Regions from separate parts of the Sus scrofa genome. Here region 1 is linked to region 2. The links are chromatin contacts, called in public HiChIP or PLAC-seq maps. All regions are on one chromosome and are shown on one strand. The core of a region is the stretch at or near the end of the contact, and the rest is flanking DNA. Distances in the headings are between cores, read along the strand shown.

Evidence for each region. HiChIP or PLAC-seq counts read pairs in DNA pulled down with a chosen protein or histone mark.
Region 1: an H3K27ac HiChIP or PLAC-seq map of alveolar macrophages shows a contact between it and region 2. The contact joins two enhancer-like sites. A contact is called at or near these places in 1 of 47 Hi-C or Micro-C datasets (embryonic fibroblasts) and 1 of 2 datasets of contacts at active chromatin or transcription factors (alveolar macrophages).

The regions. Positions count from the first base shown.
Region 1 is chr9:86,116,036-86,122,772 of Sscrofa11.1, forward strand. It overlaps LOC102158500 (anterior gradient protein 3), which reads right to left. Exons shown (of 9, transcript XM_021063960.1): 2 at 1-17. Among named protein-coding and RNA genes, the nearest start is that of AGR2, 66 kb to the left of the region's middle. Within about 2 kb of position 2,241, at least 4 of the 83 cell types and tissues checked have an H3K27ac peak or open chromatin away from gene starts, as enhancers often do. A contact at or near this core is called in alveolar macrophages, where this site is marked.
Region 2 is chr9:85,858,817-85,864,723 of Sscrofa11.1, forward strand. ANKMY2 (ankyrin repeat and MYND domain containing 2) reads right to left here. Exons shown (of 10, transcript NM_001243401.1): 6 at 2,005-2,219; 7 at 1,094-1,229. Among named protein-coding and RNA genes, the nearest start is that of ANKMY2, 26 kb to the right of the region's middle. Within about 2 kb of position 1,280, at least 2 of the 83 cell types and tissues checked have an H3K27ac peak or open chromatin away from gene starts, as enhancers often do. A contact at or near this core is called in alveolar macrophages, where this site is marked.

The DNA.
Region 1 (6,737 bases), core at 991-3,490, 260 kb after region 2:
TGTATTCCTGGATGTTTCTGGTGAAAAATGGGTGTGGATTTATAGACACAAACAGACACACAAACACATACACCTGATCGACAGTCCCACCTGCATCGAAACACAAGCATGATTCTCCTTTAAACTTACAAAACTAGGCTTGTCTGAAAAATCTGTTCTTTCCAGTTCTCATGCTTCTTACACTCAATAAAAAGTCTCTTCTCTTTTTCTCTAAATTAAGATTGAGTGTCCTCACAAAATGAGGCCCAATGCCATCTTTGAGCTTTTTTCTCTCCTACCTTTTTCTTCCCAAGGTAATTTAATGTTTGGCTGGAGTTCAACACCCAAAAAGGTGAGGGGGAGAAGGGAACTGGTATGAATGTAGGAACTGTGTGTACACCATTGTTCCTGATGAAAGGTCAGTGAAGCTTGCAGATTAGATAGAAAGCAAATCTAAATTCCTAAGGTTTACTCTGTTTACAGGAATATAATTAACAACTAAAGAGCCTTTTATTTTTCTGAGAGAAAGAGATAGGAGAGAAATAAAAATGTTGTTTTAAAATTTAACACTTTTATAATTTGATGACTCTTTATAGTCTCTCTATTAAACCCTTGACCTTACCATGCAAAAAAAAAAAAAAAAAAAAAAAGAACAGGAAAAAAGGCAATTAGATATGATTATATTTATTTAATAATTAGTTTTTTAAATTTTATAATTAATCCATGATTATGATAGAATATTTTTAAAGTGTGGAGTAGTGTCAAAAAAAAAAAAAGGAAAATTCTCTTCCTCTTCACCAGTATTGCCTTTCTCTGCTCACCCCACCTCGAACGCACACACAAACACACTCACACTCACATTCTCACACACTCACCTTCATTCACACACACACCCAAACACACACCACTCCAAGTTCTATTTTCGGACTTAATTATTGTTAAAGTAACCTATGGCAGGGTCACCAAGTCTGGCCCACCTGTTTTTGTATAACCCAAGCGATAAAAATGATTTTTACATTCTGAATTGGTTGGGAAAAAAAAATCAAAAGAGTTATATTTTGTGGCATATGAAAATTGTATGAAATTCAAATGTCAGTGTACATAGATAGAAATTACTGGGTGGAGCCCAACCATGTCCTTTTCCTTATATACCATCTATGGTTACTTTTGGATTCTAATAGCCAAGTGGAGTACTGAGACAGGGACCATATTCAAAATATTTACTCTTTGGGAGTTCCCATCATGGCGCAGTGGAAACAAATCTGACTAGGAACCATGAGATCAAGGGTTCGATTCCTGGCCTTGCTCAGTGGGTTAAGGATCCAGTATTGCTGTGAGCTGTGGTGTAGGCAGCAGATGAGGCTCAGATCTGGTGTTGCTGCGGTGTAGGTTGGTAGCAACAACTCCTATTAGACCGCTAGCCTGGGAACCTCCATATGCCATGGGTGTGGCCCTAAAAAGACAAGAAAAAAAAAAATTTACTCTTTGGCCTTTTACAGAAGAAGTTGGCTGATCTCAAATCTAGGGGATTGTTCAACACATTTTTTTCCTTCCTTCCTCCCTTCTCTCTCTTTCTCTTTTTTTGTCTAAATACTCGGTATATTTAAAAAGCACTACTAAAGAGCTGAGGTGGTGACTATCTTGCTTCTGACCTAAAAGACAGAGTAGTTTTCGTAGTTTAAACATAGTGCTCGTTAATTTGTTATGTGAAGAAGGTTGCCATTGTTCACTGTTCTCCGAAAACTCGATTGTTCTTTAAAAATGGATATATATATATATATATAGTAAATTTATATAGTAATTTATATAGTAAATTTATATGGTAATTTTTTTCCTTTGATATCGTAAATTTATGGTTTTCCCATTGAATCTTCCTTGTGATTCTGAGGGAGCCCCCATGTAGCCAGGTTGTATTCTCCTTTTTCTATAGTACTGATTTGTGTGTTTGTCCAATTGTGCTTTCTCCCATCTGTAGGGTTCTCAGAGGGAACCTGTTGGAATATAACATTGAAATAGAATCCTTCCCTCTGCAGTTTAAGGAACTTACAATTTATTTTATTTTATTTTTCATTTTATTTACTTATTTATTTATTTATTTATTTTCTTTTTAGGGCCATACCCACAGCATATGGAGGTTCCCAGGCTAGGGGTAGAATCGGAGCTATAGCTGCCAGCCTACACTACAGCCACAGCAACGCCAGATCCAAGCTGTGATGACCTACATCACAGCTCATGGCAACGCTGGATCCTTAACCCACTGAGCAAGGTAAGAGGTCAAACTCTCAACCTCATGGTTCCTAGTCAGATTTGTTTCCACTGCTCCACGACAGAAACTCCCAAGGAACTTAAAATTTTAATTTTAAATTCAGCACTTACAAAGCAAAGAAACAGTTGGGCATTGATCCTTAAGTTTTCCTCTTAGAGTGGAAAAGCTTTCGCCTTGTTCTTGACTTGTAGTGGATTATAGAAAAATCTCAGAATATTAGGACATCTTTGCTCAACTTCTTGCGTATCATCTATTTCAATAGTGGGTGAGGATGAGAAACAGAAAGTGAAGTACTAAAGGGGAAGTGAAATTACATCTGAGCTGATCAGTGTTGTTGGTTCTTTCCCATTAGCGTGACCATGTACTATGTCCTTTAAACCAGGACAAGTCTGAGAGTAAAAGGAGGTCCTGAAAGCCATTGGAATTATATAGTTTTAAATAATTTTTGAAATACATATTTGTGAACCAGAATTGGTTTTATTGCACAATAGATTACAAATACTCTATTAAAATTATTCTCAAAAGTAAAAATCTTCAAAATATATTCATATACATCATAGCAAATTATTATTATTGATTTTTAGGGCCACACCCATGGCATATGGAGGTTCCCAGGCTAGGGGTCAAATCAGAGCTGTAGCTGCTGGCCTACACCACAGCTACAGCAGTGCAGGTTCTGAGCGCTTTTCTACGACCTACACCACAGCTCACGCAACGCCAGATCCTTAGCCCACTGAGTGAGGCCGGGTATTGAACCTGCATCCTCATGGGTGCTAGTCATATTCATTAACTGCTGAGCCACAATACGAAGTCCACATCATAGCAAATTTTAAAAAATTATTCTTTGTGTGTATTAATGTTAATCAGTTTCTTTGCTAAACTTGCCTCCTATACCAGGTGGCTGGTGTTTTTCTGAAGATATTTCTGATACCATTGGTCTTTATTTATTTATTTGATCTTAATGTGATCTTCTATTTATTTTTTTCCATAAAATTAACCTGCAGTTATCTTCAAAGTTGTTCTTATGGTTAATATATTTGGAATTGTCATCACCTTCAACTGATAATTTTCTGTAGATGATACTGTAAATTAAGAAAATTCTCCTGTAGTTGCTTATCTGCTAAATTTGAGAAAATTTATTTCATGGAGGATAATATTTTTAATCTTATAATGAATTTTAATCTTAATGAAAAATTATTTCAAATACCTTCTTTGAGTTTCTTTTCCTTCTTTTTTTTTTTTGTCTTTTTGCCATTTTCTTGGGCCACTCCCGTGGCATATGGAGGTTCCCAGGCTAGGGGTCTAATTGGAGCTGTAGCCACCAGCCTACGCCAGAGCCACAGCAATGCGGGATCCAAGCCACATCTTTGACCTACACCACAGCTCACAGCAATGCCGGATACTTAACCCACTGAGCAACATGGTTGCTAGTCGGATTCGTTAGCCACTGAGCCACAACGGGAACTCCTCTCTGAGTTTCTGTTTAAAGTCATTCTCCAGAAAATTATATAAAGTGAAACATGCAAAAGAAAATTGTTCCTCTTTATAATTGGTTGTAATTACATAAATTTCCAAGCTACAAAATTATATATATTTTTTTCTATTTCATTCCATTTGGGAACAGAATACAAATTCATATAATTAAAGATAATTTTAATAAGTCAAGATAGTCCATACTTGGGGTTAATTCTTTCAAGGGCAGTGACTCATATTTTTATAAGATTAATAGGTCATATTAACCATAAACTGAATTGAGGATTATGATTACCTATTCACTTTGTGTGTGCAGATATTTGTGCATCCATCTGTGTTTCAATTTGTCTCTCACTGAGACTATATATTAAAAAAAACTGTATAAAAATGTCAGTAGTAGAAAGTAGGTTTCCTTCCATCTTCCAGTGTATTAGTCTCTTTCCTCAGGGAAATAATTAATGTTAACTTCAGTTTTTGTCTGGAAACATTTTTTCTATATTCAACATGTTCCTATCCATTTATTATCTGTCTATTTATCTATGTATCATCATCATCTCTGTATATATCTGTGTTTTGTTTTATTTTATTTTATTTTATTTTATTTTATTTTATTTTATTTTATTTTACTTGCCTTTTAGGGCCACACCTCCAGCATATGGAAGTTCCCAGGCTAGGGATTGAATCGGAGCTACAGCCACAGCAACGTGGGATCTGAGCTATGTCTGCGACCTACACCACAGCTCACACAATGCCAGATCCTTAACCCACTTGGTAAGGCCAGGGATTGAACCCTTGTCCTCATGAATACTAGTCGGATTTGTTTCCACTGAGCCCCTACAGGAACTTCCTATTTTTTATTTTAAAAACAAATGGTGCCATTCAATCAATATTTCCGACCCTCCCTTTTTCATTTAATGCTATTGAATATTGTACCATATATGAAAGGAGATTTTTGAAACCATTCAGTAAATGAAAGAGAAAGAATACACTGTAGGGAATATTTATCTACCTTTATTTTTCTAAATCCTGTAGAGACAAATAGTTATTTTAAAACTATTAATTTCTGGGGGGAAAAAAGCATCTTTTGTTTAAAGGAATAGATATCTCCAGAGTTTGTTATTGAGCAATACAATTTTATGCCAAACATTTAAAAGCGTAGTTTTTAATGATTTTTATTTTTTCCGTTATAGTTGATTTACAGTGTTCTGTCAATTTCTACTGTACAGAAAGTGATCTAGTCATACCTACATATATATATGTATTCATAATTTTTTATAAGCTTCTCATATTCATTGTCTGCAATCTACAGATACTTGCTCTGTCAATAATGACTATATCCCCCAATGCAAAATAATATCCCTTTTATTTCTATCAAGCATTTCAAGTCTCTGAATCTTCAGGGTATTACAACTAAACACTTGGTAAATGTTTAGCATTTTTATAGTGTGTATATAAATGTGATTTACTCCTTGGTACATTCCCTGTGGGCTCTATGAAGATTAAACAGAATTGCAAAGGTAGCTTTTGGATTAGTTCAGTTAGGCTCTTACCTGCAGCCTGTGTGTGGGGGTAACTTTTCTTTTTTATTCATTAAAATGTTCCTATGCTTACCAGTAGGCAACACATTTTTCCTCTGATGGAGGGAGAACAGGGACCTAGACTACCATCCAGATTCCCCAGACCCAGTTTGGGGAGAGCCTATTTTGGAAATTGTAAGTAAAGTTAACATGGAGTGTGCAGAGTTGGGATGCAGCCATGGCAAGTCTTCAGATCAATGTAAAAATAGTTTGCAAATGGATGAAGAGCAAAAGGAAGAAGAAAGTGTAGCCACTGATCACAGATCCAGGGGAGGGAGCGAAGTAAGTGGGAATCTGGGGGTAAATGGGGACAGGACTCTTGGATGATCGTGTGTCAGCAGGCTCCATTTAAAGAGCTAGAGGAAGTGTAGGATATGGCCTTATTGTCATGAGATTAGAGGATGGAGAATTTTAAGATGGCAAATAAAATGTTCATAATGAGATACATTTGAGTTTCAAAGCTTATGATTTAATCTGTAAAAACTAAATTATACTCGTAAGCTGCAGATGTGAAAGCACCAAGAAAAAGAATAAATTATGTTTCTAGAGAAATTATATGTCTTTGTGTATAACTTCAAAAGATATTAGTAGAAGCATGTTCCCTGAAAGAGGCTACAGCTCTTCCGGCAGGTCTTCCCCTTCACACAGCCAAATGCAATTTTGGTTAGTGTTTTTAGGGGCTGAATAATGTACGTACAGATCCATAATGAAAATTAATGTTCATTAGACCTATTTCTAGAAGTCAAGTTAATTGCATCTTATAATTCTTCTAAGTACAGGGAGATAATTTTGCCTGCCTCATGGGTAACAATGTTCTAGCATGCTCAGTCCTGCTAAAGCTCCTCATTCATCTTTCCTCTGTTTTGTTTCAGATGCTATAGGATTTTAATTTCATATTTTACGTTTGCTTATATCCATCACAGAACTATTGAACTAAATACTGTTGGTTGCTTACTATTTTTCTTTTATATAGGCCTCTTATCTGAAAGACATTGGTTTAGTGGAGATATTACCTTGTCTTTGTGCTGCCATATATTTGGAGGAGGTGGGCCTCATACATAGCCAGCTGACAGGGAAATCTTTTTTTTTATTGTTACTCAATGAACTTATTACATTTATAGTTGTACAATGATCATCACAATCCAGTTTTATAGTATTTCCATCCCACACCCCCAGAGCATCACCTCACCCCACAAACTGTCTCCTCTGGAGACCATAATTTTTCAAAGTCAGTGAGTCAGTGTCTGCTCTGCAAAGAAGTTCATTGTGTCCTTTTTTCAGATTCCTCACATGTAAGCGATAGCATTTGATGTTGGTGTCTCATTGTCTGACTGACTTCACTTAGCATGATAATTTCTAGGTCCATTTTCTGCTCTTCAAAGAAGTTCATTGTGTCCTTTTTTCAGATTCCACATGTAAGCTATAGCATTTGATGTTGGTGT
Region 2 (5,907 bases), core at 30-2,529:
TTAAATGTGTGGAACGCTTATAAAAACAGAGGCATTAGGTAGAATATAAGAACTTAGGACACGGAATTCTTGTTGTGGCTCAATGGTAACAAACCCAATTAGTATCCATGAGGACATAGGGTCAATCCCTGGCTCCGCTCAGTGGGTTAAGGATCTGGTGTTGCCATGAGCTGTGGTGTAAGTCGCAGACATGGCTAGGATCCTGCATTGCTGTGGCTGTGGTATAGGCCAGCAGCTGCAGCTGTGATTCGACCCCTAACCTGGGAACTTCTATATGCTGCAGGTGCAGCCCTAAAAAGAAGAAATTGGGACATATTTTGAGATTGTTTCAGCAGGACATACCATGAGACCTCCCAGGACCCATTCTCTCACATCCCCATTGACTGGAAACCAGGAACACAGACATTCAATTTTTATTTTCATCTAGTGCAGGACTTGGTACTGGTTTTCCATAAGCTACATGTGAACAAGTATGTATCTGTATTATACGTAGGATGTGTCCCCACCTTTATAGAGGTTTCATAGAGGTGTCAAAAATGTAAGTATTAGAGTTCCCATCGTGGCACAGCAGAAACAAATCCACAAATCTGACTAGAAACCATGAGGTTGCCGGTTTGATCCCTGGCCTTGCTCAGTGGGTTAAAGATCTGGTGTTGCTGTGAACTGTGGTGTAGGTCGCAGACATGGCTATGATCCTGTGTTGCTGTGGCTGTGGTGTAGGCTGGCAGCTGTAGCTCTGATTAGACCCCTAGCCTGGGAACCTCCATATGCTGTTGGTGCGGCCCTAAAAAGACAAAAAGGAAAAAAAAAAAAAAAAAAAAAAGAAAGTATCCACTATTACCCTCTATATTATGATATAAGGAAATACCATTTTTTCAACCAGGAGCTATATACATGGAAGAAAAGGACAGAGAGGGGAAATGGATAAACAGTAACAGTATTAACAGGCAAACCTATTTTCAGGTTTGTTCCTGAAAGTCTTCTAAAATAATTCTTTCTTTATTAAATAAGTACATAATGCTAATGAGGAAGGGCCTTTAATGTGGTAATCAGGCGTTACTGATGTAGTTAACTTAGTTAGAAAGAGCCTTACAATTTCAACAGGAGCAATGCTTCGCACCAGCTGCTGGAGGAGTGTAGCTTCACAGTAAGGAAATTTTCTGATACTTTCTCTAATGATCTTTTCTTGATATACTGGAAAGCCATCAGAAGCTCGGCCTTTTAACAAGCTGAAAGATATTTTTAAAAAGTAACTGGAGTTGAATTACTAAGCACTTCCTCCCAGCTGAACTCATGAACTTTTGTTAGTTTCTTCTTTGATGCTTTTCATTATCTCTTCACATCATGATAAAAGACTCCATCCAAACTACTGTTCTACTTACACATTAGGCTAAATCTTATCAGGTTTAGGGGCCCAGAGATGTATTTATAAAACATACTAAATACTGATATAAAACATACGAAAAACACTTATCAGATTAGCTAGTTACTTATTACCATGTCAGTTATTTGTACATAGACTGATAATTCTCATTGAGTCACACCCTTCTGACTTAGTTCTCTTTTCTCAGTAAAACTATAGGAGAATTTGACCCCCAGTGGCCAGAGAACAAGGGTGATACACAGCTTTCCCAGGCACAGAAAGGGAGATACATTGAGTGCTGTTATGAATCCAGAGCAGCAACCATAGCATAGCACACCTACCCTTAAATTGAGAGTTGGGCTATTTTCTAGCTGAGTGATCTTAAACATGTTATTTAACCTCTTCAAACCTTAGGCTCCTCACCTGTAAATGGAGCTAACAAAAGCACTGCTATAAAGAGTACAGAAAAGAATAATCAATCTAATTATAATAATGCCCCTTGTTTCTTGCAGATGAAATGTGATCAACAATAATAACTGCTAATAAAATGCTTATTTTTTAAAATCATAATGAGCTTCACATAATAAAACATTATCCATTTGAGTGTGTTTTACACATGACATGGTAAAAAAAACCAGTACCTTTTGATCAGGGTGTCCAGTTTATTCTCTCCGTCTTTTAAGAAGTTAATACATTTCTGAAAGATGCAGCTAATGTAATGCATTTTCATAGCCAGTACTTCATTCATGTCTCTCTGCTTCATACATTTCTCACAAATCAAATCCATCACCTTGTAGCATTTATTCAGAGCTGCTTCTTCTGCCAGCAGAGGATTCTCATTTACAAGCATAACAATCTAGAAGAAATCCCAGTGAGCTTAAAATTCCATAAGAGATTTTCCATGTACAAATTAGGTAGTCAGTTTTGATTACCCAATAAAGTCTTTCTTATGGTCACATATTTACCATGTTAATTCAAATTAAAATGCAAATTGCCATTGATCAAGTTTTAAGACTAATAAAGAAGGACCCTGACATCATGGACTCTCTTGAACTCTATATATCAAAGTTATCATGTGATCTGCTATCCAGCTAAGCCAAGGTATTAGTTGGCCACCTGGAATCATGGCTTCACTGTCTCTGTTAAAAGCACTTTCTCTAAAGATAAGCATGGCATATTTGCACATCCTTTATCCATAGAATCAAATCAGAGCAGTTACTACTCTTAGTTAACATTACTGAGTGCTAGGATATCATGGCTAGGAATACTATAGTTCTTATTCATTCTTGTTAATTATAAAGAAATGAGATTTTTAAAGACAGAAGTCTAAGATTAAAGGGTGTATTACTTACTGATTAATTACATTTTACTGTGGAAATTTTTCTAATATATTTCTAATCATCAGTGGGAACAGGTCAAAGAGGAAAGCAAAGTTTTAAAATGGGCTTATTAGAGTTATCCAGTCTAATGCATTATGAGTTCCACACTACCCATATGTGCACAGATTAAGCTCAAATTTAGTGTAATAGGGAGTATTTTTTTTTTAAACTGGCTGTGGTAGGCTTGCATAGGACAGCTATAAAAATCCATAGTGACCTAACAGTAATGTAAACACATGTGTAATGTGGGCACAATTGTATTCTCAGAGCAGAACATCATTCAGTATTTGCTAACATACATATTACAGCTAGACACTTATCTCAGGCAATATAAACATCAGAAAACAATGGGTAGCAGATTTCAGGAATTAGATCCTTTTCTTTAGACATGAAGAAAGATAATTTGTTAACATAAGTAAAACCTATGCCTAGCCTCCTACTTAAAATTTTACCATAAATTTAATGCTCTTGTTAAATTAAAATAAGATTTTTACTTATTTTTGACACTACTAAGTTGATATATTACCTAGTATTTTACTTAAAATATAGCACCCAATAATAAATTATTAGACTTCATGAAGAAGTATCAAAATTCTTATTGGTACTTTTGCTGACAACTTCCCCTAACATAATATGTATCAGAAATTAGTTGTGACTTAGTGGCAATGAACCCAACTAGTATCCATGAGGATATGGGTTTAATCCCTGGCCTCATTCAGTGGGTTAAGGATCTGGTGTTGCCAGGGAGCTGTGGTATGGGTCGCAGACATGGCTTGGATCCTGCATTGCTGTGGCTATGGTATAGGCTGGCAGCTCCCCTATCTTGGAACTTTCATATGCCACAAGTGCAGCCCTAAAAAGCAAAAAAAAGAAAAAAAGAAAAAAGAAAGAAAGAAATTAACTTGGGGCAGAGAAAACACATTAATTACCTGTTTATACTTCTGCTGTCAACCTCAATCATTTGAAGCTATTTGCTCAATATTCTGTATACAGCATTTATAATCAAAACATAGAATTTAAATTTACATGTGAGAATTCTTTTTAAAAATCCCAAATAGAACAGTTGTTTTGTTTAAGACATTAGACTTTATTTTATAATATATAGCAGTACACACAATGAAAAATGATAGATAACCACAGCTCAACCATGAGCTCACTGAAGCATTTACATAATTGCACACAAAATAATAATGTTTGAATTAGTTTCCTTCCTTTAATCTCTGCAGCATAATATTTATTATAAAGGGAATCATTATTAATTACTGAGGAGGAATAAATATATTCATGTAGGCGCAAAAGCCATTTTTATCTCATCTCCCAAAGAACAGCTAGTTTAGAATATCTTTATTCAGTGGCATTTTATATTCTTTTTATTTTTTAAATCACATTTTTGAAAAATTACTAATTTGACAATTCTGGGCTTAAAAATTATGTCAACAATCAAAAGACTTGCACACATCTGTTTCCCGATCAACTTAGAGACCCTGCTCAATGCTATTGTCATTTTTCCTTTGCCTGTTTTTCTCCACTCTAACATCTGTATTCTGGGCATCAGCACAATTCCCCAAGTCCCTGTTGAAAACAAACATCCTTATTGCTATAGCAGGCACTTGACCTCCACACAAATGTAGCTCTGCTAGGTACACAGCAGTAAAAAGGTGCACTGTTGGACTGAGGGTTGTATTGTGCTTATTTTAAAAAGCTCTTTGACTTAATAAGAGTCACTATTAGTTACTTTTTTATAATACACCCTTATGAAGACCCATGCCAGCTTGAAAAGGGTAAAGCAGTGAAAACGGACTACCAGAAAAGCAACTGGGCAGCTTTTATCTAAAGTGTGGATAAAAGAAGGGTTTTCAAGTAAATAGACTATACCTACAAAAAAACAAACTCTGATATGAAGAAAGGTACTCTTATCACAGAATTGGCTCTCTTAAAAGTCCAAGTACTCTAAAAAATATAACATAGGTGATTTTAGTTTATGTAACTTTATAATTTGTCTGTATAAATACACGCTCAGTCTAACTCAAAATAATGTGCCTTTAAAGATAATTGGAGGTACAATAATTCTTAGGATATATAACCCTAAGAGACTAGGTCCTGAGTAAACATCAACGATTACTCCGCAGACTTAATTATTGCAATAATTGAGATTACTGATATAAGACACAATGAAATACAAACATAAGGAAACATCTTCAAATCAATCAAACCCAGAACATCCTGTAATGCCCAGGCTGGAAGGGGAATGACAAGGGCCTTATAAAACCACACACATTCTTTACATTGAGAAATACTGTATCCCTAGGAAAAATCCTGTCTGCCCATCCCAGCCTGCCTCCCTCCTAAGAGGAAGAGTGCCATGGAGTAGGAGTCAGTCTTTGTAGGACTTCTCTCTGTCCTGTGCACACTGGAAGGGAAAGAAAGACTGAAAGAAAGGTTAAATTCTAAGTCCTATGTAATCTCCAATTAGACAGACAACTACTTCATGGCTGAATTTCTTTTTGCTCAATTAGGATCACAAATGTTGCCTCTAGTGTTCCTTTCAGAATTTTAAGTAAAACATTTGAGTTTTAAAAAAGAAGTACAGAATAGACTCCACTTGTCTTTCATGGGGAAAAGGACTAGTCTGTCATTTCTCTTTATGCTCCAGAAAATTAATTTGGGTGAAGGGCCACATGAAAGGTATTTTTTGCTGGTTTGTTTCCTGAGCTTCAAAGACTATATACAAAAGGCTGCATCAATAAAGTAATAAAATTATATACAATTTGGAACTAGTTAATTTATTTATTTTGTCTTTTTAGGGCCACATCCGAGTCATGTGGAGGTTCCCAGACTAGGGATCAAATTGAATCAGAGCCGTAGCCATCAACCTACAGCACAGCCACATCAACGTGGGATCCATGCCACATCTGCAACCTCCAGCTACAGTTCACCACAAGACCAGATCCTTAACCCACCGAGCAAGGCCAGGGATTGAACCTGAGACCTCATGGATACTAGTCGGGTTCATTAACCACTAAGCCATGACGGGAACTCCTGGAACTTTTATCTTTCAATGTGTTCGTTTTCAAAAGTTTCTTTATGAGAACTGTCCACTTATTTTAATGATAAGTAAATTCCACATTCTTCCTTTGTAACAGACCTCCAAGGAAATCTACTTCA